2 separate regions of the Mustela erminea genome follow, and region 2 is linked to region 1. The links are chromatin contacts, called in public Hi-C maps. All regions are on one chromosome and are shown on one strand. The core of a region is the stretch at or near the end of the contact, and the rest is flanking DNA. Distances in the headings are between cores, read along the strand shown.

Region 1 (6,106 bases), core at 1,860-4,359:
GCTCCAGTTTGGCCCCAGTGAAAAGAGATTATGGTTTGACCACCGCTTGACAAGGACACCGCAGGGAGTCCTCCCTTTTCCCAACAAAGCCGCCGCCGCAGACAAAGCTGTACCTTTCACCCGGGCCTCACAGGAGTGAGGACAGGCCACTTGTCTTGCAGCAGGGGCATCGCTCCCAGTCCCAGTTTGGCCCTGGAGCCGGGAAGAACTCAGAGCCATCTCTGCTGGGTCAATCGCGATAGGCCCAGGTCGGCCCGTACCGTACACGATTAACATCATCGTTACCGTCATCACCATCATTAACATCCTGCAAGTCTTTGCCACTAAGTCTTTTCATCCGAACCGTCTTTCTACCCGGGCCTCCTTTTCCAAACCCACCCCCGGCCCCAAATCTACAAATATCATCTCTCTTCCAGGTCACTTCTCATTGGAGGGGACCGGAGGTTCCAGGACCCCCCCCCCCCCGCAGTTCTCTCCTTCCCGCGCCTCTCCCCCTGCTAGGGGATGGGGGAAGGGAGGGTGGGGGAGGGGCCGGGGCTCATACCGCAGTCTCCCCCTTGCTGCTGTGGCTGAGTCTGTGGTAGAAGCGGCGCCACGACTGCAGAGTCTTGCCGGACCAGATCCAGAAGCCGGTGGTGATGCCCACGATCATGGTCATCAGGTACTTGATCATGAAGACAGTGAAGTCGGGGCTCATGGGCGGGAAGTGGCCAGGCGGGCAGGGCACCGCGTAGCTCTTGCACGTCTGCATGAGCCAGGTGCGCTCCCAGTGCTCGCGGAAGGCCTGCTCATAGAAGTAGCAGGCCAGGACGATGGTGGCCGGCACGGTGTAGAGCACGCTGAAGACGCCGATGCGCACCATGAGCTTCTCCAGCTTCTCGGTCTTGGTGCCGTCGTGCTTCATGATGGTGCGGATGCGGAAGAGCGACACGAAGCCGGCCAGCAGGAAGGACGTGCCAATGAAGAGGTAGACGAACAGAGGTGCCAGCACGAAGCCCCGCAGCGCATCCACGCTGGACAGGCCCACGTAGCACACCCCACTGAGCAAGTCCCCATCCACCTGGCCCATGGCCAGGATGGTGATGGTCTTGACAGCGGGCACGGCCCACGCGGCCAGGTGGAAGTACTGCGAGTTGGCTTCGATGGCCTCATGGCCCCACTTCATGCCGGCTGCCAGGAACCAAGTGAGCGACAGGATGACCCACCAGATGGAACTGGCCATGCCGAAGAAGTACAGCACCATGAAGAGGATGGTGCAACCTTCCTTCTTGGTGCCCTGCGCCACCGTGCGGTAGCCATCGTCTGAGAAGCGCTCCACGCACACCGCGCGGTCCTCCAGCAGGAAGCCGGCCACGTGCGCCACGGCCACCATGAAGTAGCAGCCCGACAGAAAGATGATGGGCCGCTCCGGATAGCTGAAGCGCCGCATGTCCACTAAATAGGTGAGCACGGTGAAGAGCGTCGAGGCGCAGCACAGCACTGACCACACGCCCACCCAGAGACGGGCAAAGCGCCTCTCCTCCTCCTTAAAGTACATGAGGCCGTTGGCACGGCCTGGCTCGCACGGGGCGCCGCAGTCGCGCTCGCCCAGGAAGCGGTAGCCCAGGTAGGGGGGCACCTTGAGCTGGCGGGGACACGAGAACGGGAAGGCAGAGCGGCCCCTGCCGTCAGCGGCCCCCGGGGACAGCGCGGTGTAGGGCAGGTCCGGCAGATAGGGCGCGGTGGGGTAGGCTGTGGGGCCGCCGCCCGGGCCCCCGTTGCCGTCGGACGTGTTCTGGCCCACGCAGATCTCGCCGGCGCCGTGCACCGGGAAGTTCTCGCAGCGCAGCCGCTCGGGCCACTGGAAGCCGAACTTGTTCATGAGCGCTTCACAGCCCTGGCGGGCACGCTCGCACAGAGAGCGGCACGGCGGGATGGCCTGATCCAGCACCGTGCACACGGGTGCGTACATGGAGCACAGGAAGAAGCGCAGTTCGGGAGAACACTGCACCTTCACCAGCGGGTAGAACTGGTGCACCTCGAGGCCCGCGTCCTCTTGATTCGTGTGGCCTAGCAGGTTGGGCAGGATGGTCTGGTTGTAGGCAATGTCCGTGCACAGCGGGATGGAGATGGGCTGGCAGAAGCCGTGGTCCGGCACTGAGATGCCCTTCTCGCCGTGGTAAGGCTGTGCCCCGGCGCCGGCGGGCAGCGCGCCCAGCAGCGCAAGCACCAGGGTGCACAGGCCCAGGGGCGAGCGCGACGCGGCCGCGCCGGGGCCCCGCATCGCCGGCCGCGGGTGCAGCGGCGCTCTCAGCCCGCAGAGCGCGAAGAGGCAGCCGGGAGAGGCTCGGATCCGAGGAGGCGCAGCCGCGCCCCGCGCATGAGAGTCCTCCCGGCGCCGAGGCCGGGCCGTGGGCGGCGCGGAGCCGAGGGCGCTGCAGCTGGGGTGCCCGCGCCGCGGGGGCGCCGCAGCCGTCTCCGCCCAGCCCTCTAGCAGCCGCTGGGGGCCCAAACCCGCCAGCCTGGGCCGGGGGCGCCGAGTGGGGCCGCTTTATTCTCCCGCTGCGACGTAACGGTGCGGCTTTTTCTGCGGCGAGGAGCAGCAAGCGTCTCCGGTTACCCTTCAAAGTTTGCCCAAAGTCTGTCGACCCACGGCGCGCAGGAACGCACGCGCCCCCACACCGAGTCCGGCCCCCGGCAGGCTAGAGCCCGGCGCCGCCGCCTGCGAGCCGAGGCCGCCGCCTCGGCCGTGCTGCTCCGCCTCCTCGCCTCGAGGCTCTGCTCGCCGCCGCCGCCGCCGCCTCCTTCGCCTCCTTTTCTGCTCCCCGGCTCCTTCCTCAGCCCCAAAAGCTCGGCCCCCAAGTTTCTGCCAAACGGGTGATTCTCGCTCCGAGTCCGATCGGCGCCTTGGAGCCAGCAGCCCAGCGAGTTCTTTTCGGAAATCCAGTTACACTGCGTCCGAAGCTGCGAGGGCCCGGTGCCCGCGGCCTGGGCCTGGCTTCTCCAGCCTCGCGAAGCCCCGGCCCGTGAGTCCCGGCGCCCGCCGCCCGCCGCCGCCGCCGCCGCCCGCCGGGAGGGAGCGCAGAGTAACGACTCGGAGTCGCGCAACTCGCCAGAAGAAGCGTCGGGCTCGCAGGGTTCCGGGCCGCCCCGCCCCCTCCCCTCCCCCCATTCACAAACCGCTCCGGGGGCGGGCCCTCGAGCTCCGGGGCGGCCCAATGGTAGCCTTTGTTTTCTGTGTGGCGGCCTCCGGATTGGGTGGAAGTCGGAAGGGCCGGGCGAGGGACCCGGAGGGGCGGAGTCTGCAGCGCTCTGGGCGGATTCCTGAGGGGAGGGGCAGGGGGCTGGGAAGGAAAAGTTAAGAAAAACTTTTACGGTGAATTCGCTCGAGGGGTGGGGGTGGGGGGTGAACGCACCAGAAAGGGAATTTGCTTTAAAGGTTTGCTCCTCTTCCGGGTACACTAAAACACACATCTCGAGCGGCAGGGCGCGGCGAGAGGGGATTTTGCTGGAAGAACAGCGCAGCGCCGGGGCGGAGAGACGTGACCCGGAGTCACGTTAGCCCTGCCTGGGCTGACAATGCCGGGTTAGGCAGGGGGCTTCAGGGTAGCTGGATCCTAAATGTGGGGCTCGGTACCGAGCGAGAAGGGGGTGCGCCTCTCGGATCGCTTTTTTCTCCCCTGACCCAAACAGACCACGTGAGGCCGCAGTCCCTTTCACCCCCTCTCCGGGTGTAGGAAGGAGGAGGGGCCCGCGTCCGAGGAGAAACTGGAGTCGGGAGGAGGGGGCCGACTTAAGGCGGGAGGAAGTGCAGACCCCTCCGAGGGGAGAGGGCCCGGGCCGCGGTCCCCCAGGCCACCCCGCCCGCGCGCACGGCCCAGAGTGTGGAACTCTGGTGCGGCTTTAGAGCGGTTACGGGAAAGCTCCGACGGGGGTGGGGGGCAGTTACAGATGTACCTGAGGCCGCGCGCCCGGGAACTCTGCACGGTTTCAAGTGCGTCTTCGACTGCGGTGCTTTCCTTGGTCCTTGGGCTTGCGGCCTTTCGGGCTGCCCTCTTCGTTGCAGAAGCAACGACTTGATCCTGCAGTTGCAATGTTACATAGAGAAGTTTTCATGCGTATTACAAAGCAGGGCGTTTGCTAATTAAGAAGTTTTCAAAACACAAAGAGAGGTTATCCGCGTTCTCCAGCGGCGTTTTCTGATTGGCAAGCGGTCTTTTGTTCCCGGCCAAATCTTCGCCCTGCTCACAACACTGGGCGCTCCCCTGAGCTCTCGGGTTACTCCCGCGGAGGTCAGAATTGACCGGGGGGGGGGGGGGGCTCTCCTCTCTCTCTGGGCTGCAAAGAATATCATGAATTCCCATGCAGGGGAAGTGACAGTTTGAGAAAGGCTAAATCTGTCTCTCACTGTGTCTCTGTCACACACACGCGCGCGCGCACTAATACTATGCTTGAGAAATCGTTACTCCTGGCCGAGCCCTTCCTTCTGCCCGTCTCAGCTCCAGGCTCTGGACCCCGAGTGGTTTCTGGTCAGGTTGCGTGTTTGCAGAAGTTGTTATCTCTGCTGTCCCCGGGGAGCTGCTTCTCCAGCAAGAAAAAACTGGTTTCGAAATCGCAGATGCATTGGGTTCCCTTTCTAGGGAGACTTTGGCCTTCCTCTGTTTTTCTTTTATTTGTTTTCTATTACTGAAGTTTACTAGGCATTTACCTTCCACTTCACAGTTCTTTGTACTTTCCCACTCTTGTTAATGGACCTGAAGGGCTGAATCATGTGGGCCAAGGTAGGGTGTCAGACTGCTCACGTTCTCCCTCCGCCCCTCAACAGTTTCTTCCAAAGCATCAGTTTCCCCTCACACCCAGGACCTTATTTGTTTTCTTTTAGGTTATCTGCTCCAGGGTAATACAAAGGATTAATGACATTTGCTTTAAAAATATTTTATTCCTTCCTTATATACTTTTAAAGTCTCCTCTTTTTCTTTCTAAATTATTATTCTTACTACCTAACATTGGGGAGCATTGATATTGACTTGAAAGATGTTGTTTAAAGACAATGCTGCTGCTTTGCTTTGTCATTTAAAGTGTGTGTGGGAGGGGGTTGGAAATCCTTTTTTCTCTCAGTGAGCTTCTGGATATCTTCCTTTTCTAAATCAAATTTTCATGCTTATTCATCAGGCCACTGATCTAAGTCATCTTTGCTTATTGAAGGAGAAATTGCAAGCACTGTCATCAAATAAAATGAAAACCGACAGGGTAAGATACTGTGTCTCAAATACAGCTACAACCAGTTTAGTTGATGAGCTTTTACTCCCCAGATTATAGCCCCAGACAGCTCGCTGATGATAGGTAATAGGGATAATTATTTAGAAAGAAAAAAGGAGAACCCTTTAAGAAAATACAAGGGGTGAATGAAATATTTTTAAAACAGTCTATGCATCAGATGCAGAAATCCCACCCCAGATGGAAAGCATCACAGATGTGAGGCCTGAGACCTGTTGCCCTGTCCCAGGCGGACAAATGCAAAAAGCATAAAAGCGAAGTCTAATTTGGGGGAGTGTTTTGTTTTTTTGGAATGGGTTTTTAAAAACCCACTCAAAAAGTATTCTGAAAAATAAAAATTTGCTGTTTGTGAGAGGAATGTGGTAGCCTTCTATGCCTTGCCTGATCCTCCAGAATGCTATGATTTCAAGGAGCTAAGAAGTAAAACGGAGTAGATCATTAAAGCGAGTTCACAACGTAGGGGGCTAAATAGTCTGTTTCAGGCTCTATGATAAATGTAGTAACGCTGGTTCACATTCTGCCCAGGATCAACTTAATTTTCTTTTCCAAGAGATTCTTTCCACACCCAACTCCCAAAGCCACTAACTGTATCTTCTTTGGAGAGCTAAGGGTGGAAAATTTTGTAACTGTCTGCTGCAAAACTTCCAATTGTCCCTGCCCTTTAAAACAACAAAGGCTTTTATTTCTTCACATCATAGTCATATGGTCTCACAGAAAAGTGATGGTGTTCATTGGCTGCAGTTACTTAAATGCTACTTATTTTGGACAAATCCCAGGTTTATCTAGTTGAATGACATTCTGATGTCAGGCCAGATTTGAAAACGGCCACCTTCGTGGTGCCACAATCCTG
Region 2 (6,106 bases), core at 1,950-4,449, 88 kb before region 1:
GGCTGGGCAGAAATTTGTTTCTAAATCCTTTCCAGATGCTTTATAGTAAACATGAAATTAGTCATTTACATGGAGTAGGTTGAGGAAGTAGTTAAAATTGAAGTCAGTGATTAATCTAATAAAGGGCTGTTGGCCTCAAGAAGTCAGGGGTGGGGGAGGCCCGGGAGCCCCTCCCCTTCCTCCGCCCCACCCCCCTGTTTCTCTGGGTTTAGGGGTGGTGGGGCTCCCTAGACTTTCCCTCAAATGGCTTTCCTTTGGGGGTACGACTGCTGGGACTTGAACAAACCCACAGGTTCTGTGGGGGAGCAAGGGCCCTCCTTTCACAAAGAAGACTCGAGAAGTTCTCCGAGTAAGCTGGTTGGCCGCCGCCTCACAGGGGAAACCCAGGATTAGAGTTTAAGACCCTCGGTCTGGTGTTCCTCTTTCTGACTGCGAGGTTAATAATTCAGTCTAGGGCTTCATTCTGACGTGGCCGAGACACCCTTTTATGGCAGGTGATGTTAGGCCTCCGGAAATGCCGCCTCCAAACTGGGTGAGTTTGGAGCGTGTCTAGGGTACGTGAGGCATCCGCTAGGCCTTTGGAATTGTGGAATTAGCAAAATATAGCATAGTTATATTTTCCTTACTCACAGACTCTCTTAAAAAAGAAGACCTTCTAGATCCCTTATAAAGGCTGTCTTCAAAGCAGGCATGTTAAAAAAAGAAAAAAAGAAAAGAAAACAAAATGCAGAGGTTGGTTCAGTGGTTCCTCAGCAGCAGGAAGGGTCAGCTCAGCTGTGTTTTACCTCAGCGGAGGCCTGACCCAGGCCTGGGGTTCTCACAGGGAGAGTTCAGATCCTTCCTCAGAACCCAGCTAGGCACACACATGAAAACAAAACTATTTTTATTATTATTGTTTTTTCATGAATGTGAGGGAAGAGGAGAAAGCCAGGCTCTGGCAGGAAGGGGGGAGGGGGGGACAAGGGAGAAATGGAGATCATACCCCCCTCTCCCTGCCTAGGCTGTGGCACAGCAGGGAGAGACCTGAGAAGGCCTTGGAGCTGTGCTGCTTCTCCTTCGGTTCTCGGAGACCCTGGGCCCAGTTCTAGGAATTCCCCTGAGTTGTCTCTCTAGAGTGAGTCTGAAGACAGTTGCAACCTCACAAATGGAGGAACAGACTTATAAATATGTGTGAAGGTACATCCTTGAAACACTAACAGATACTTCTGACCTATCCAAATGAAGCATTTTTCTCCTTTCTTCACAGTATCCTTACTTTTTTCTTTGTTTTTTTTTTTTTTTAAGATTTTATTTATTTATTTGACAGAGATACAAGTAGGCAGAGAGGCAGGCAGAGAGAGAGGAGGAAGCAGGCTCCCTGCTGAGCAGAGGGCCCGATGTGGGGCTCCATCCTAGGACCCTGGGATCATGACCTGAACCAAAAGCAGAGGCTTTACCCCACTGAGCCACCCAGGCGCCCCTTACTTTTTTTTCTTGGTTGCTACTTTCCCCCTCCCCATTAGGAATGAGAAATGGATGGGAAAAAAGATGGGCCCTTGGTACAAAGTCTTAGGGCCTACTGCCTTGATGGATGATACATTTCTGTGTTTCCTTGTTACCTTTTTGACTTTGCAGAAGTCAGGGAAAGGCTGTTTCAACTCATTCAGGCACATAAGAGCCACACAAAATAGTCCAGGTTGTGTTAAGATGTTCCAAGGAACCTATGTGATTTTATAATCCACTTGTCTCATTTTACTGATGAGGCAAATGAGGCCCAGAGAGGGGAACAGTCTCACCCAGGGTCACACAGCAAGCTGGTCCAAGAACCCCAAATTCCTGCCTCCCAGTCTCAGGCTCATTCAGAGTCAGTACTGTACCTGGTTCTCTGGTTTTTGGGTCAAAGGTGAGGCTTCATGAAGATTCGTGAGAAGATAGGTTCTGGATTCAGTGTTTGCTATGGTGAAAATCAGAGAAAACGATCAAAGTTGTCAGATCCAGGTCTAGTTAATTTTTATATATACTATATACATACAAACCTAGTTCATGTATATAAGATTATAAACACACACACACACACACACACACACACACACCTCTACGACCTCCGTATTTACTCACCAAACAACACCTGTACCCTCTAGAAGCATTGTCTACACAGCATGTTAAATACTGTGTTGAAAACTCATACTCGGATTTCTATTTTTCTTGTTTTGGTTGCTCTTTTAGAGAACTAAAGTAAATTCCTTGTGCTACTAAAATTCAGATAAAGCTGAAATTAAAAAGGAAATATTGATGGGAAAATATCTGCTGATACTGTTGAATATAAATTTTGTATGATCGTACTTCACTGAAGTAGAAAAACGCTTTTGCAGCCTTCCAGATAGAGAGATCAGAGATTTCGCTCTCCCCTTATAATGTGGAAGGGCAACAGGAGAAGTGGAAACATAAAGCAAACAGAGGCAAAGGCCAAAGGACGGCCGGTGAGGGGGCACTAAGGGAAATCGTGGCACTCGCCGCAAAGCAGCTGCCACGCAGACTCGGCCGTGGAGTTGATCTACATGGTTTTCCTCCACGGCTGCTGGGTCCCTGCTCTGGACAGGTGTGGAAGCTGAGGCTTGAAACGTGAACTAACCTACCCGAGCTTGTACAACTAGTGAGGTTTTCAGGAGCGATTTTGAGTCCAAGACTCAAACCCCATGCTGCGAAAGGATAGGATTTATTTTATTTTTCTTTTTATCCCCGAGAAAGTGAATTTAATGTTTATAAAGGAATGTTTATTTGAGGAACAGATTTAGCTAAGCACATGGCTCCAGTGACAAGGGTTTTAGTCAGTGTCTAGTGTGGGCTGGGTGTCCAGCAGAAAGTTATTTCTATGCTTGCTACTTTTAAGAGCCCGTGGCATCTTTGTCTCTTTGACCCGAGTTTCTATTCATTCCTTGTGGGCTGACCTTTCCTTTTCTGTTGTTTCTCAGCTGTCCTGTTCTTCTTGTTTGGAAGTGGCTTTTGGAGACAGATTTAAAATATTTCTTTTTTGAAACAGCCGGGGAAACTGAGGCCCAGAGAGTGGTTTCATGAGATTGGCTTGAGGTTATTCCTTGAAATAGTGTGAGACTAGAACCCAAATCTTCCTAGTTTCTAACACTTTTCCTTCCACATTGCACTCCCTCCGTTAGCTTCGCTTGAGCTTGCCACATCACAGCTGCTTGGCCATGATCCATCCTCTGGACACATCTAGCCCAGCAGAATTGTGTTGAGATGAGGTTCACTTCACTGTGGCTTGGAAGGAAGCTTGAGTCTCTTAGAAATGAAACTTATAAATTCTAATGCATAAAGAAAGTTCTTGCAACACCAGGAGAATGAATCAGTCAGCCAGAGTTCAGGAAATGTAAACACAGTTTTAGATAGGAGACTAAAAAAATCGCTTAGAACTTCTCCATCTCTTGGGTCAAGACCTTGGTAATTTACTGAGGTCCACGCTGTCAAGGAGGAGTTACAATTCAAACCGCATTCCTGGGAGATAAAGCAGTGGGTGGGGGGGTGAGGCTTCCTCTCCAGACAATGTGGCAGGATCTACCCTTGTTATCAAGCTGGAGAAACTGCCTGACCCATCACCCAGTGCGGGCAACTGGCCGTGAACCCGGGCCTGGCTCTTCCTCATCATTCTGAACTGGTGTGTACATTCACAGGCCACAGACCGCGCAGCTTCCAGACCTGCTCGAAACTGGGAGCTCAGAGTCTTTCTGTGATGAACAGTGCTGCCGCTGAAGAGATAAACAGAAAACACATTCCTCCTCTGGCGGCCCACCATCAGGCCAGAGCAGATTTTCGAATGCTAGCATTAATCTAACCACAGGCTTTTAGCAAGGAGATAGTGTTCCCACCAGATATCAGGCTGTTTCAGAGATGACCCTTACCAGATGGGGTCTCATCCCAAACTCTTCTGCCTTCTTCAAATCATAGGATCCTTCACCAAACACTCAAAAGCAGGAAAGAACAAAGAGCATCCGATTCTAGCACGGAATAGGGTGGCTTAAAATTTCCTTTCATTTAAACCCATGTTGACAATGTTCATTGTTTTGATAAAAGTGAAATAAATACAGTCATATTTATTCCCATTGTTTCCTAATACTTATTTCCCTTGATATGGGATGCTCTGGGGGGCCTCACCTGGTATCAGAATAGAGACCCAACCAAAAAGTTATCTTATTAGGCAGCCCAGGCCACCTGGCTCTTTTGTGGTTGTATGTTAGGGCTTGGGAAAGAACATCAGACCCACAGGCTCCAAAGTGACCAAACATTCTGTGGTTACCAGCGCGGTAGCTTTTGGAGGTGCTGGCAGGAGCCTCTTTAAGTATGTTTAGGGCCTTTTCCCACAGATGTCATTTCTGAGACATGATTACTCTTTGATCCCTAGTGTGCTTTCATGACACTTTACCCATAATTTGCAGTGGTTCCTCGTTGGAGAGGGGAGATCTCCACGGCCAAACAGATCCCAGAAAGCACGTTCGCCTTCTCACAATTTTACACATGGACCTGCTGATCCTAGCAGAAGCCAATGGGAGGAATCCTAAAAGTCAGGCTTTGTACCTTCATGGTTTTGTATTTGTGGTCAAAAATGGAAAATGCAAAGGCAAATTCCAGATTAATTTAAAAAAAATCTTCCTAGTATAAACTAACCATAAAAGGAAGATAATTCTGGTCCCTTTACATAGCCCTGCTGACCTTTTCTTAAGAATGATATCTAAAAATATTTTATATGATATGACGCAAGATGCCTATGACCTATGGAGCGTTTGATGTGTTATAATAAATCTTGATCTGCTTGTTTCATGCAGGAAACCAAGACCCAAGATGGCTTTTTGGTATTGTCATTATCAAATCCTTGGGGTAAGATTTAAGACCTTGTTTATGCTACACATTTTTTTTAATGCTACACATTTTTTACTTTAAATCATAGATGAACAGGAGGGCGAAATGGGCATATCAATTACTCAAGACCTGAGAAAATCTCCAAGCTAAAGACATACCCCAGGGAGTTCTATTAAAGGAGCCAGATAGAGTCCTCTAGAAGATAGAAGTTGGTCCGAATTTAAATATGGAAATGCCTAGTAAATGCAAGGGCAATATTTTTCTTGCAAGTTGGGATAACAGCTCTTTTACTTACTTATGTCTTCTTAGACTAAGTCTAGCTCAGTCTCAAGGGTTTGGCTTTAGCTTTGGGAACACCAACGTCTGTTAAAAGCTCATAAATTATTTTTTATGGAGCAGTCCAAAGGTACATGGCAGTTTACCAAACCCAAAATGGAAGGCAAGCTAGATGATGGAATTTAAATTCAAGTTGTGTGGCAGCAAAATATCAACTTCATGAGAAACCCTCCAGTCAAGATACATCATAGGATTAATAAGGATGCCTGTGGTAGAAGACTGTGAGGAAGAGGATAATTAACAAGAAACACTTCAATTCATGTGGTGATCTCAATTCTGTGGAAGACACTGTTCTTGGTCACTCACTCTCAGGTAAGTATGGACATCTGGTCTCCCAGCCTCTAGACTTGCCCTCTTCAATCCATTTTTCACACAGTTGGAAAAGTCATTTCTCTAAAATAAAAATCTGGTTATATCCATTCCTGTGTCAGTGGGATCTCACAATCTTTGGGATACATTTCTTAGTTGCTACAGTTACTTTTCATGATCTGGCTCCTGATCCCATCACTAGCTAACTGCATTTCTCCCCCACTCCCTTCCCTAACTGTGCCCTGGGGGCCCATCTTTAGAAGCCGCTTCCATTTCTTCTATGTTACCATGTTCTCCAACCTTAATGTGGTCCCTTTCCCTGGAGCATCCTTTCCTTCTCTCCACTTGGCGAGTTCCTACATATATCCGTAGAAAGTGAGCTTAAGTGTTCTCTCATTCCTAAAGCTTTCTCGAGCTCCAGGTTGAGTGAGTCTGCACTCATTTATAGTTGTCACCATACTTCACTCTTGTGGATGATACTAAGGCATGGACTTTGTCTCTCAACTGTATTCATGTGCCTTCCACTGTATATGGCATTAGTAGATGGTCGATTAGTGTTTGTTGAATGAATAAATGAATGAGCAATCCTATGTGCTTTGTAAAACAGACTCAT

What was found. Hi-C and Micro-C count contacts between places; a contact is called where the count stands out from the background.
Region 2: a contact with region 1 is called in a Hi-C map of spleen, with 2.7 times the contacts expected there. The contact joins the enhancer-like site here to the promoter of FZD7 in region 1. A contact is called at or near these places in 2 of 3 Hi-C or Micro-C datasets (fibroblasts and spleen).

Annotation. Positions count from the first base shown.
Region 1 is chr8:13,541,084-13,547,189 of mMusErm1.Pri, reverse strand. It overlaps FZD7 (frizzled-7), which reads right to left and starts at 3,109. Exons shown (of 1, transcript XM_032354451.1): 1 at 1-3,109. The coding sequence starts at 2,263. The coding sequence ends at 539.
Region 2 is chr8:13,629,479-13,635,584 of mMusErm1.Pri, reverse strand. It overlaps KIAA2012, which reads right to left. Exons shown (of 24, transcript XM_032354455.1): 13 at 1,857-1,933. Among named protein-coding and RNA genes, the nearest start is that of KIAA2012, 52 kb to the right of the region's middle. Within about 2 kb of position 3,199, the one cell type or tissue checked has open chromatin away from gene starts, as enhancers often do. A contact at or near this core is called in fibroblasts, where this site is marked.